3 separate regions of the Zea mays genome follow, and regions 1 and 3 are each linked to region 2. A link is a contact called in public Hi-C data. All regions are on one chromosome and are shown on one strand. Each heading gives the region's core, a stretch centred on a gene start, on an enhancer-like site or on the middle of the called end of the contact. The rest is flanking DNA. Distances are from core to core; before and after follow the strand shown.

What was found. Hi-C and Micro-C count contacts between places; a contact is called where the count stands out from the background.
Region 1: a contact with region 2 is called in a Hi-C map of leaf, with 8 times the contacts expected there. The contact joins the enhancer-like site here to the promoter of LOC100194393 in region 2. A contact is called at or near these places in 15 of 25 Hi-C or Micro-C datasets (bundle sheath, ear, leaf and 4 more) and 2 of 3 datasets of contacts at active chromatin or transcription factors (leaf and seedling).
Region 3: a Hi-C map of tassel shows a contact between it and region 2, with 2.3 times the contacts expected there. The contact joins the promoter of LOC103635734 here to the promoter of LOC100194393 in region 2. A contact is called at or near these places in 3 of 25 Hi-C or Micro-C datasets (bundle sheath, ear and tassel).

Annotation. Positions count from the first base shown.
Region 1 is chr8:116,611,346-116,615,852 of Zm-B73-REFERENCE-NAM-5.0, reverse strand. LOC103635738 (E3 ubiquitin-protein ligase KEG) reads left to right here. Exons shown (of 15, transcript XM_008658118.3): 14 at 174-362; 15 at 439-2,358. The coding sequence ends at 1,989. Among protein-coding and RNA genes, the nearest start is that of LOC103635738, 24 kb to the left of the region's middle. Within about 2 kb of position 2,357, at least 18 of the 20 cell types and tissues checked have an H3K27ac peak or open chromatin away from gene starts, as enhancers often do. A contact at or near this core is called in bundle sheath, ear, leaf and 4 more, where this site is marked.
Region 2 is chr8:116,470,259-116,474,821 of Zm-B73-REFERENCE-NAM-5.0, reverse strand. It overlaps LOC100194393, which reads left to right and starts at 1,503. Exons shown (of 4, transcript NM_001352342.1): 1 at 1,503-2,162; 2 at 2,322-2,447; 3 at 2,539-3,123. The coding sequence starts at 1,937.
Region 3 is chr8:116,307,481-116,311,855 of Zm-B73-REFERENCE-NAM-5.0, reverse strand. It overlaps LOC103635734 (phospholipase A1-Igamma1, chloroplastic), which reads left to right and starts at 2,652. Exons shown (of 2, transcript XM_008658116.2): 1 at 2,652-4,162. The coding sequence starts at 2,775.

The DNA of each region.
Region 1 (4,507 bases), core at 1,108-3,607, 140 kb before region 2:
GTTATATAAACATAAAGATCAATTTTTACTGTCTATTTTACAATTCTAACTAGATTCAGTAGGGCTATACAGCAATGGAAACTCACCTTTCGTATATTTGTGCTTTCGTGGAATTTTGGTGCCTGTTTGTTTTTTCTTAGTTATGTTCTTGTTTTTGCAAAACGAAATTCCAGATTGGGGACCAAGTATGTGTAAAGAGGTCTGTTGCAGAGCCCAGATATGCATGGGGCGGTGAGACTCATCACAGTGTTGGGAAAATAATTGACATCGAGAGTGATGGCCTGCTCATCATTGATATTCCTAATCGGGCTGCACCATGGCAGGCAGATCCATCGGACATGGAAAAGATTGAGAACTTCAAGGTATAAACTTTTTAATATTCATGTTAATGCCTTAATCGATTTTCTTTGGATCATTACCTTCCATTTATATTTGCAGGTTGGCGATTGGATTAGAGTCAAAGTGACAGTTCCCTCACCCAAATATGGATGGGAGGATGTGACTCGAAATAGTATTGGGATAATTCATAGTCTACAAGATGATGGAGATGTGGGTGTTGCTTTCTGCTTTAGAAGCAAGCTTTTTCTTTGCTCAGTTGCAGATATCGAGAAGGCACAACCATTTGAAGTAGGGGAAAAAGTTCATGTGTCACCTTCCATATCTGAGCCACGCCTCGGCTGGTTAAATGAAACTGCAGCTACTATTGGAGCCATATCAAGGATTGACATGGATGGGACTTTAAATATCAAGGTTTCTGGCCGAAAAAGCTTATGGAAGGTTGCTCCTGGTGACGCTGAGAGGCTTTCAGCTTTTGAGGTTGGAGATTGGGTCCGCCCAAAACCAAGTATTGGGAGCAGACCTACTTATGACTGGAATAGTGTTGGGAGAATAAACATTGCAGTAGTCCATAGCATTCAGGACTCTGGTTACTTGGAGTTAGCTGGCTGTTTCAGGCATGGGAAGTGGCTAACCCATAACACAGACATTGAGAAAGTGCAGACAGTAAAAATTGGTCAGCATGTTCGGTTCCGTGCTGGAATTTCAGAGCCTAGATGGGGATGGAGAGATGCGAACCCTGATTCTAGAGGCATCATCGCTGGTGTACATGCTGATGGAGAAGTAAGGGTCGCCTTCTTTGGTGTGCCGGGATTGTGGAGAGGCGATCCTGCAGATCTTGAAATTGAGAATATCTTCGAGGTTGGAGAGTGGGTTAGGCTGAGGAACGATGTGGAGCAGTGGAGATCACTCAAGCCTGGTAGCATTGGTGTGGTGCATGGGGTGGGATATCAAGGTGATGCTTGGGATGGAACCATTCATGTCGCTTTTTGTGGTGAGCAGGAAAGGTGGATTGGGCCTTCTAGCCAGCTTGAAGGAGTTAGCAAGTTTGTTGTTGGGCAGCGTGTTCGAATCAGAGGCTGTATCCGCCAGCCAAGATTTGGTTGGTCCAATCATAGTCATTCAAGCATAGGGACAATCTCATCTATTGACGCAGATGGGAAACTGAGGATTCATACACCAGCTGGTGCCAGGGCTTGGTTGACAGACCCAGCAGAGGTGGAAAAAGTGGAGGACGAGGAGGAAGTCTGTATTGGGGACTGGGTGAAGGTTAAGGACTCAGTTGGAACCCCAGTGTATCAATGGGGTGATGTGAACCACAGCAGTATAGGGGTGGTCCACCGGGCTGATGATGGAGAGCTCTGGATTGCTTTCTGCTTCTGTGAGAGGCTGTGGTTATGCAAAGCATGGGAGGTGGAAAAGGTGAGGCCCTTCAGACAAGGTGACAAAGTACGGATACGATCTGGTCTTGTATCCCCCAGATGGGGCTGGGGGATGGAGACCTACGCGAGCAAAGGCGAGGTTGTGGGTGTGGATGCAAACGGAAAGCTGAGGATAAAGTTTCGGTGGAGGGATAGACTTTGGATTGGGGACCCGGCTGATGTCGTTCTTGATGATGCCCATTTATTGACGGAGGCTTCTAATGGCTTTTGACCTTTTTGTTCATAGGCTTGTGGTATTCTTTTGACCCCATATCTCATTTCTTGCACCCATCCATTTTGCAGCATTTCAAATTTAGCAAAATCTCAACCTGCAGTGGAGTTGCAAGTTGCACATAGTTATCATCGCATAGGCATGCATGGCAGGGTGTATTTCTTGTTGATAACCGGGGAATGAGAAGACAGCGATAGTGAAATACTCCTAGAGTTGATAACCACCACCTAGGTTTTTTTCCCTTTGGTCTACATGTATAATTATGCCGCCTGATACCTTTTGGGTTTCAGTGTACCATATATACCAGTGTACAGGTTCGGACCTGAACATTAATTTGATTGATAGTGGTCTACTGGTCTTGTATGTGCTGACTCGTTGTGCACCGAGTGGCTGGCAATGCCGCGTGTACCAGGAGTTACTGCAAGCTGCTCAGTGGCATACGAGTATGATGACGTATATGGTACAAACTGCACTGCTGTGTATGCGTGGCACCAGTGTTGGTGTGGTAATGGATCGTGATCTAAATAATTTCACAAAATGGTTGGGCTCTAAATAAAGTTTAGTTTAAAAATGAATAGAAATAGAGTCTGATCCTTTAATCTTATAGTATAAAATTTAGAGCTCACTGGTACCCTAATGGCACCTCCACAACTGTTACCTCTAATGCCACCTCCACAAAATAAATGAGGAATCTCCACAAAATGAGGAATTAATGGCCTGTCTATTTCACCTTAAAGATTATATAATCTTGATTATAATCTGAATTATATAATCTAGATTATAATTTATCGTATGCAACTGTTTGGTAGTGTAGATTATACAAGTATATAAGGGTGGTATGGATCGTGATCTAAATATTTCTTTACAATTTGTTGTATATAAGGGTGGTATGGATCGTGATCTAAATATTTCTTTACAATTTGTTAGGTCTCTATATTTATTTTATTTTAAAAATAAATATAAATAAAGCCTTATCTTAATTCGATTTGATCCATGCTTATCATTCCTACGAGTACATATTATTGTTCTATAAGAAAGTACGCTACAAAGAAAATGGTATTATTCTAGCAAATAATGCATTGGCAATTTGATCATGAATGTTATTCATCCACGAGAAGCTACAACAGAGGCATGCACATGTATGTTTCTTGTGAACATTTTATCGAGCAGCTAGAGCACACCCGAACTATGGTAGGCAGCATCTACGCCGTGGACTACTGTGGCGATGCCGGCATTCGGTAGTTCGCGCCATGCGCCACAGTTGATGACGCCCCATGACACAGTTGACGAGCCCGTGCCGCCGTTCTCTAGTTCACGACCGTGGCTGATGGTGCGTGTCGCAAGCATGGGGTCGAGGTCGCGCCCTGCACCGGCGGTGTTATTGGCAAGGTCACGTCCGCCGCTCATGCACGCCATGGATAGAGGTGCGACCTCCTCTGCCCGCGACATGAAGCTCTGCAGCCGCGCTGCCACCGTGGATCAGCCGTCGTCGTGAACGGGTTGTTCATGGACATGCTGCAGGCGGGTTGGATTGGAGAAGCGATGCGATGGCTGGATGGAATGTGCTGGGGTTTCGGGTTTAGCATGTTCGTGAAGAAAAGTGAATGACAGACGTTGTAATTTCTAGTAACATAACCATAGGCAGTGGATCTTTTACCAAAAATAATCTCCAATAAACTCATCTTAAATAAATTATGGGATTATCATAATCTGACCTTGAAATTATATAATCTATCCACATAATATGGTTGTTTGTTTGCCACTTGAATTATTTGCACTAGATTATATAATTTACCTAGATTCCGAGCCCACACCAAATCCGGAATATGACGCTTGGATTGGCAAGGACAATAACCTCTCTCAATTCTGTTGCCGTCTCTTTCGTGACTTATCCTGTCGCAAGTCTCATTTGCAGAGATAGTCATTTTGTTTGTGTGGTATACTGGTGCCAGGATCGAATACATGTTTGCCTCTCAATCCTTAGCTTATATCATCAGCACACGCATGGCGCTTGCCACGTCAACCAAGGGGTGTCCTCAATCATATCATCGAGTACTTCACCGCAGCGGTGGATCTAGCTGCCACGATTAGGATGTGCCAGAAAAAATATAAAAAAGAAAAAAAAACAGGGATCAACAAGACTTAAACCTTAATTGTCAAATTAAAAACATAGTACTTATACCACCGGGATAACTACTTATATGTGATTTTATTGGATGTCGTGGCCCATATAAGCCAACTTTTTTGCATTTTAGCTCTTTTGAGGTTTTTTGCACAATTATGCCTTTTGTAGTTTCATTTCAAAAAATGGACCCTAACCTCGGCGCCGTCATCATTGACGCCGAGGTAACACATAGTGGCGCCGACATAATTGGCGCCGACTTTTCCTACGTGGCAGCCGATGTGGCAAGTCCCAGGGGGTCGGCGCCATAGATCTTGGCGCCGACCCCCTGGATAGCACCGGACCCACCGTCAAGGGGGGTTGGCGCCAAGATCTATGGCGCTGACCCCCTGGGAC
Region 2 (4,563 bases), core at 254-2,753:
AAGATGGGAACAGTCTCCGAACCTTCAGCTTCGCCCCCTCACGCTCAACCCCAGCGGTAGAACGCACTCTGGCCATTTAATTATGAATTTGTGGAAATTAAATACTTTTTTCTTCCGAAGTTTTTTCTTCTGACAAAGCAGGCTTCAAGTTGGAGCTTCGTTCGATTCCGAGAGTCAAGCTTCGGCGATGGTTAAAAATTTTGGCAGCAAAACAGTGCAAATAGCAATGAATGCTGTGGTAACTTCACACCTACTCGTCTGTTTATATAGTACTGCAGGTAAGAAGGCGAAGCGCCAGGATTTTTACACCAGGCGGACACCCGCTTGCACTCGCTGCGTGGTGGACCGCAGAGACAAACAGTAACTCTGCAAGGTGGGACCGCTACGCGCTGGGAAACTGAATCGTTTCTCGACAACGAGCTCAGGGAAGGTGTTTTTTGGACCTTCGGCTCCCCGAAGCTTAAGAGACTTTTTTCACGGATCAAGCTCGTTACGAAAAACGATCTAGCACCACGAAAGGGGCTACTGTTGGGACTATGCTTCGTCGCCGAAGGTCTTGTAGGAAGAAGCGGCTTTCGGCTGAAGTTGTTTGTATGAGATGGCCGAAGGTTCCTCTTCATGAAGCTTCGGTATTACAAACCGACTTAAAGATAGAATGACCTTTTAGTCCATAAAGGTCTGAGTCAATGTTGTAAACTTTTATGAGGGGCATAATTGTAATTCTTCACAGGCTGTGTCCTGTGTCTATAAATAGTGAACAGTATTCCTTTACTGTTCACGCATTCTGGTAATGGCAATCGCATCATTCGGGAACCAACCTTTGCCAAGGTAGAGGTATAACTATATTCAATGATTCAATATATTAAGTAAATATAATACGATTCGTTTATGATTCATTTACCTTTGATACCCTTTATTTTATGTTATTTTATACAATCTATTAAAATTCAATTACGAAGACTTAACCTTCGTAATTATATTCTCATCAACTTTCGTCCAAGGTTCATTATCCTCAAGGGAATAATGCTTCGTGGACGAAGGACGTTAACATTTAACATTTTATGTTGCCTTGTTCTTAATTCATAGCATTTGAGAACAAGTCTCCAACAATATTGTATATATTTTAGTTTTACTAAACCGGTTATTTAAAGTAGTCAAATGAATAGAGAATCGTTTAGAGAAACTCTATATATAGAGAATCCAGCAGCGTTCTCTAAATTTAAAGGACCGTTTAGAGGACGTTGCTGGAGAGTGTAGAAGACCGTTTGGTCCTCTATATTTAGGGTAGAGAACCCTTTAGGGGACCTTGTTGGATCCAGCCTTAGCCCGTATAGGCTGGACGCTGGATTACTCGACCTGGGTTGACTGACCCTGGTGCTTTTGGACCAGGCTGTTTCAGGCTCAGGCCCATGCCCAGCCCGAAGCCACACTAGGCCTGTTGTGTGAGAACGGAGAACCTGCAATAATTATTAATCTAGAATCTAAACAACCCATTTCTCACACCGTATGGCTTTGACTTTTGACCAGTTGGAACTACACGGATTAGCTGCAGACAGAGGGGAGGAAGTTTAGCACACGTCATCAAAACACCCTGTTTCTCCTTGTCTTCCATGTGAGCCCGGTGCTCTGCATTCTCCTTCGTCATTTCCTCCACCGCTCACCTCTTCTGCTCCCCACCCCAACTCCGCCCCCATGAATATGATCATCAGATGCGGCTAGCATCATATCTCGCCTCCACTTCGTCACCTCCTCGCCATTCTATCCCACCAGCTGCATATATCCCTGGTGTGTGAGGTCAGCTGTTTTAGCTCAGCGCGCGCGGCGTGGCAGCAAAGGAAGCAAGGAGGGAGAGCAGCGGCGGCGGCGTAGCATGCGGCGGTGAGAGCGAGGGAGCTAGGGAGGAGGAAGGGATAGCCGAGAGAGCGAGAGCCAGAGGATGATGCAGCTGCCGCAGCATCACAAGCCGTCCGCCCACTCCTGCTGCCCGTCGTGGATCCGGAGGTCCCCGCCGTCGCCGCCGCCGCCGCCGCACAAGAAGCTGGGCGGCGGGAGGAGCCGGTATGCTTGCCGCCTCGTGCCCCTGCTCGTGCTCACCGTGTACAGCGTCGTCACCGTGCTTCGCATCCCCAGCGCCTCCCTCGTCGTCTCCACCGCCGATTCAGGTAAGCCGGGCGCCCGAGTCCCCAAACCCCTTCTTGCTCTCTCGCCGGGTCGCAGCCATGGAATGCTGGATTGGTCGCGTCTCCTTCCGTCCTTCGCTCCCTGCGTTCGCGTGCGCTGAAACGGCGACTCGTCCCCCCCCCCCCCCCCCCTCCCCGCAGAGCGCGTGGACAGGCGGGAGGACTTGGAGGCGCTCAAGACCCACCTGCCGTCGAACCAGAACAGCCTCGAGGCCCGCGAGGAGACGCGGTCGGTGGCCTCCCTCCCCTGCTCCGCCTTCATCAGCGGTGAGTTGCTTATTGGCTTGGCTGGGGGATCAGCTTGGTAGCTATGTCCGACCGGATCGAAACCCAACCGAATCGAAACGAACTGGTGCAGGTGAGGCGGGGCACGGCGAGGAGGGCGTCCTGTGCTGCGACCGGAGCCACTACCGCAGCGACGTGTGCTACCTGCGCGGCGACGTGCGCACGGACCCGTCCACCTCGTCGGTGCTCCTGTACAACGCGGCCCGCGGGAGCGGCCCCGAGAAGGTGCGGCCGTACACGCGCAAGTTCGAGGACAGCGTGATGAGCAGCATCGACGAGGTGACCATCGTGCCCGTGCCGGGCGGCCACAACGCGAGCGCCAGCGCCCTGCGGCGGCGGTGCGACGTCCGGCACCCGCGCGGCGTGCCGGCGGTGGTGCTCTCGACGGGCGGGTACACGGGCAACGTGTACCACGAGTTCAGCGACGGGCTGATCCCGCTGTTCGTCACGGCGCAGCGGTTCGGCGGCGAGGTGGTGCTGGTGGTGCTCGAGTACCACTACTGGTGGCTGGGCCGCTACGGCGCCGTCCTGGAGCAGCTCACCAACTACAAGGTGGTGGACTTCCGCTCCGACCGGCGCGTCCACTGCTTCGACGAGATGATCGTCGGGCTCCGCATCCACGGGGAGCTCGTCGTGGACCCCAAGCTCATGCCCAACGGTACGCGCCACAAATCCCTAGCTAATCTCCCTCGTTTTGCAATCACACCACATCAGACGATGATGGCAATGGCATTGCATTCCCCCCGATTTGCGGTGTCGATTTGTTAGTTAAGTTCCGTTAGGGATTCGGGATCCACCTGTTAACTAGTAGTAGCTAAAAGCTTAGCTTGTGGCTGAAGAAGGGGAACGGCAAAAAGGCGTGCCGAAATCATTGGGTGAACTTGATAGAGCTCGAGGGCGTCGTGCTTAGGCACTCCGTCTCCTAACTAATCATTCTTTGGTTGGTGCCCGTGCCCCTCTGTCTCTCTCAGTCGCGGTAGTTCGTTAGGGTGGTTCGTTAGGGAGGGGCGGTAGATTGCTGCTGACGCTTCCGTCTCTCTCCTCTGCGCTGCGTCGCTCCCTGCTGGTCACCCACCGGCCACCACAGCATCCTCCTACGCCCGCCGGTTCCTCCAAATCCTTCGCAAGTGACGGCGACAGCCGCGGGTCGCTGTTTCGGCTTGCCGACACGACATGCTCGCACCGCACGGGTTTGTCGCATCGGGCTTGCCCTCTCCCGCACCTGCCGCTCACGGTCACGGCGCACGATTCTGACCCGGCGCACCTACTGCACGGGCAAAAGGCATCGTCGTCGACGGTCGGATGCCGAAAAGGCGAACGGAGCGGGGCGCCGAGACCCGAGACCGAGAGGGGGGGGGAGTAACGGACTAACGGGAGGCTGAGGTGGAGAGGAAGCATCGCCCGCGCGGGAATCTTACAGCGACCGATCATGGGCGCGACCGCGAGGTAGCAGTGACGGAGGATCATTGCGCGGGGCAGGAGGAGGGGAAAGCGGGGGTGGCGGCTTTCGCAAAAGCGTCAGTGCAAAAAAAGCGGGTGTGCTCCCCGCACAAAAATGAGGAAGGAGAGGGTCCCTCCCGTGCCCGCGACGCCGGCGCATCGTGGCCAGCCCCCCGCGGCTCGCCACTTCGAGCGTGCTCCTGCCCACGCACGGAAACGGCCGCGCGTCGTGCGAATCTAGTTGGGTATCAGCATTAACAAAGCTCCTAGTGCCAGGGATTTTAGTGGCCACAAACGCATGCACTAATTCGGCGTGACCGCAGGGATTTTTGGTAACGGATCCACGAAGCTTTAGGTCAGGTCTGCACGTCGATTGACTATGGGGGGGTAACTAGTACTGTACCCACCTTCGCCGCTTCAGGACGAGCTCTCGCGGAGCCAGTCCCTACTGCGACCTGAGGTGTTCGCATCCATTCATGGGCTCATGGCATGGCCCATTTTAAAACCCCCTTGTACGTACTGTACTGGCTGTGCCTCCGGATGTCGGAGGGAGAATGATGCTCCCGCAGGCTGCACGAGCAGTAACGGATTGGAGGGGCGAAAACCCCTTTCTCTTATTCAAACTAGTAATCCTAAATTGAATAGAAATGGATTTAAT
Region 3 (4,375 bases), core at 1,403-3,902, 160 kb after region 2:
TGCCCCACCGGACAGTCCGGTGCACACCGAATAGGTACTATTCACTGTTTGGTGCGCCACCGGATAGGTACTATCTCGGAACGCCCCGGGTATCTCCTCTCTTATTATGTCAATGGCGGGTGGTGGTAGTCCACCGGCTCTCTGGTGCAATATAGGTGTGGGTGTTTGGATATTATGTTGTCTCCCTACCCATTGGCTTTGATTTTGTGGGACATTAATGCTTGCCCTATGTGGCTCGTACAGATGATTGTCCCTTTCCAACCATCTGGAGGGGACAAAACGTACTTGATTTTGTGGGGCATTAATGCTTGCCCTATGTGGCTCGTACGGCTGGTTGTCCCTTTCCAGCCTTTGGAGGGGACAAAAAGTACTCGCCCCCACGTGTCTGGGATGTCATATTATGGTGCTGCGGCACTGTAGGTTGCGGCGGGAGGTTGAGCTAGGACGGATGTGTAGTTGGGGAATAACCATTATAATTAGGTTCTATGTATTCTGCACCGGACCGTTTGGCCAAATATGTAGACTATCCGGCTATGTGTGCGGACTGTCCGGCCGCATGGCCAGACCATTCAGGGATGTATTCGAACTGTCCGGCATGGATGGTCTGAATTGTTCGTTCAGGGTTTGTGAGAGATGTGGCGGTCCAGGTGTGGGTTTCAGTAATTCAGTTCTAAAAACGGGGTCGGCCGCCGTTGGCCCGGAAGGTCCACGCTCTCGTGCGGACGGTTCGATCGTGCGCAGATCGGTGGGTTTACCCCCAATTTGCATAGGAGGGTGTGGTTGTCTATGATATGTGTCTATCAGCATCCCGTAAAGGGGTTGTGATTGGTCATGCCAATCTGTAGCCGATGAATCGCGTGTGTTTTCTCCAGATTCAACCTTGTGCGAAGGAAAATTAGCGACAATAGATTTATCAAATGCGCGTGCTAGCCTCATATAATCATTTTTGCATATCCACAATGGTCTATTGCATTTGGTCTCGCTGCTCATCTATGTATGCTCTAAGAGATTGAATTTCATTTGTTTCGCTTACCTTGGGGGTTGCTGTAGCAGATCGAAGTGAAGCCAGATCAGTCGCCCGCTGCCGGACGACCTTGTGATTCCTATCCACTTTGAAGTTTGAAGTTGGCCAAGAATTTCGTGTGTGCTTCCTTTATCAGCTGCTCCTTGTGTTCTTCGAACTCATGCTAATCTTCAGCCGGCAGAGTTTGTATAGTCAGCTCGATGATGTTGCTGGGAGAGACGTGAGAGCTATCTTTTGAACAGACCATTAAGGACCGTTCTGATAGATCTTCACTGATTTCCCCAGCGGAGTCGCCAAAAAATGTGTTGGTACCGATCCAGGCGCCAATCACTGTGATGTGTATTGGTGACGGTGCTTTATGTGAAACGTAGACGGTCCACTGCTGAGGGTCGGACGGTCCTTGACCTGGCGTAGGGGCTAGGGTTTATGCTGACGAGTCAAACGGTCCGCGCCTGATGGCTAGATGGTCCGCGCGGGCGCAGAGGCGACGGGTCCACCAACAACACCTAGATCTCGCTCTTGGGAGGGACCCCGTCGAGGAGAGATTCTAGGGTTTGTCTTAGGGTCAGCAGGCCACCTAAGACACCTCTAAACGACGTGGAGTCTAAGAGAGACGGAGATTAGAGAGGGAAAACTATGTTACTATCTACTCCTAGAGCAAAAATGTAAAGAACGGAAAGTATATTGATTGTTTGATCGATTGTTGGTGATTGCAATCGGTCGTACCCCTTAATATATATAAGGGAGAAAGTTTGGACTCGTTACTAGGCGTCTCCCAACAACAACCGTGGATTTAGAGGATAAACTCGCACAGAAAACGATTATTTGCGTCTGATTCGATTTATTCGCGGACTGTCCACGCCTATAGATGGGCCGTCCGTGGGCCACAGCATCCGGTCCTCAAGACCGGACCGTCCGGCCGTGACCAGTGCCACAAATGCTTCTCAACATGATGTGCATCATGGTTACCCGGATGTGTGTGTTTAGTTTTCTCCATAACTTGAGCTAGTCATATTGGCTCTAGCCTTGACAAGGCAACTCGTGAGGTAAGGTCAGCAACAAAACAAACACGCCCCTCGCGTGGTCAACTGATCATGACCTTATATTGATGGCAGTTCAATAAAATAGGGATTTGCTAAATCACATGCGTCTAATTTTTGCTTTATTTTCGGGAGATAGTATCTAATCTGAATCCAACAATAAAAAGTATCCTAAACTTTATATTTTTAGGACCAAACATCTCTGTTGCTGTTAAAGGGGCGTTTGGTGTCCTGACTTTAGTAAGTGTCAAAATAAATGTTTAAATATCAATTACGAGTATTAAAAATAAGTTTAGTTATGCTTAATAATTCGTCTCGCTGTTTAGCTTTTATCTATATAATTAATTTTATAAATATTTAATACTTGTAATTCCCTTTCAAAATCTAAAGTAAACTACTGCGACCAAACATACCGGTCAGCACTCAGCCGTACAATAGGAAATGTGAAATACAGTAGGTGAGCGCAAAAGCTTGAGTACAATGGCAATACTCTACCGATATCAAACCAATGTGACGTCAATTCAAGTCTAAGGAGTACTGATATATTGAATAAAATAGTACTTATTATCACTGAGGCTAGCTACCCGCTGCGTTGACGTCCAGCTCCTGCTCGTTGGTCGCTGGTGGGCACCAGCACAAAACTGGGTCTCCTCGGTTCTTCTCCTCGCATCCAGCAGACCGCAGACGACGACTACCTCAGCCGCCTTCCAATGGCGCCCCTCTCCTGCCGCGACCTTCCCGCCCGGCTACCGACTCTTCCCCACCATGCTAGCACTCACCCACACCTCTCCTTCCTATCGGGCGGCCCAGCCCCTCGCCGATGGCGATCACTCACCACCTCAAACACTCTGCGGCTTCGCTTGGCGGCCACTAAGGACGACGCGGTCGCCTCCCTCGTCGGAAGGCTCGAGCACGACGTGGCGAACGCCCAGTACCGCGACGACGTTCTGGAAGAAGAAGACGAAGAGCAGCGGGAGGAGGAAGAAGAGGAGCAGCAGTTCCTTGACGACGACAACGCTCGGCGCCGCGGCGCGGGGAAGCATCGGGACGAGCTGCGCAGTCGGTGGCGCGAGATCCACGGGTGCGACGACTGGGCGGGGCTCCTGGACCCCATGGACCCGCTGCTGCGGTCGGAGCTGATCCGGTACGGCGAGCTGGCGCAGGCCTGCTACGACGCCTTCGACTACGACCCGTCGTCCCGCTACTGCGGCAGCTGCAAGTACTCGCGGCGCGACTTGTTCGAGCGGCTGGGCATGGCGGACGCGGCGCGCGGCTACGTGGTGTCCCGGTACCTGTTCGCGACGTCCAACATCCGGTTCCCCAACTTGTTCCCGCAGTCCCGGGCGGGCGCCAGGATCTGGAGCCAGAGCGCGAGCTGGATCGGGTACGTGGCCGTGTCCACGGACGAGGAGAGCGCGCGGCTGGGGCGGCGCGACATCGCCATCGCGTGGCGCGGCACGGTGACGCGGCTGGAATGGGTGTCGGACCTCATGGACTTCCTCCGGCCCGTGGCGGAGGAGGGCATCCCGTGCCCGGACCGGGAGGTGAAGGTGCTGGCCGGGTTCGTGGACCTGTACACGGACCGGGACCCCAGCTGCCGGTTCTGCAAGTACTCGGCGCGCGAGCAGGTCCTGACGGAGGTCCGCCGGCTGGTGGGCCGCTACACGGCGGCGGGGGAGGACGTGAGCGTGACGGTGACCGGGCACAGCCTCGGCAGCGCGCTGGCCATGCTGAGCGCCTACGACATCGCGGAGACCGGCGCGAACATGGAGGCCGCGCCCGTGTGCGTGTTCTCGTTCGGGGGCCCGCGGGTGGGCAACACGGCGTTCAAGCGGCGCTTCGAGGAGGAGCTCGGGGTGAGGGCGCTGCGGGTGGTGAACGTGCACGACAACGTGACGCGGATGCCGGGGATCCTGCTGAACGAGGGGGCGCCCGAGGTGGTGCGGCGCGTGGCGGAAGGCCTGCTGCGTGTGCCCTGGTGCTACGCCCACGTCGGCGTGGAGCTGCCGCTCGACCACAAGCGCTCGCCGTTCCTCAAGGACACGCTGGACCCCGCGTGCTACCACGACCTGGAGGCGCACCTCCACCTCATCGACGGGTAAGCAGCCACCTAACCTTAACAGTAACAGACAGCGTCGCCGTCGTCGCTTCATTGCTTGACATCTTGAGACAAGCTATCACCAGGCAGAGCGGTTGCGGCTGCGGCTGTGTCGTGCGATTAGACGGCGATATTAACTAGCGCGTCATCAGCCAGGCATGCATGCAAGGACCTAGCAATTGGGCTGACTCTGGCCTCCATTTTTTATGAGAG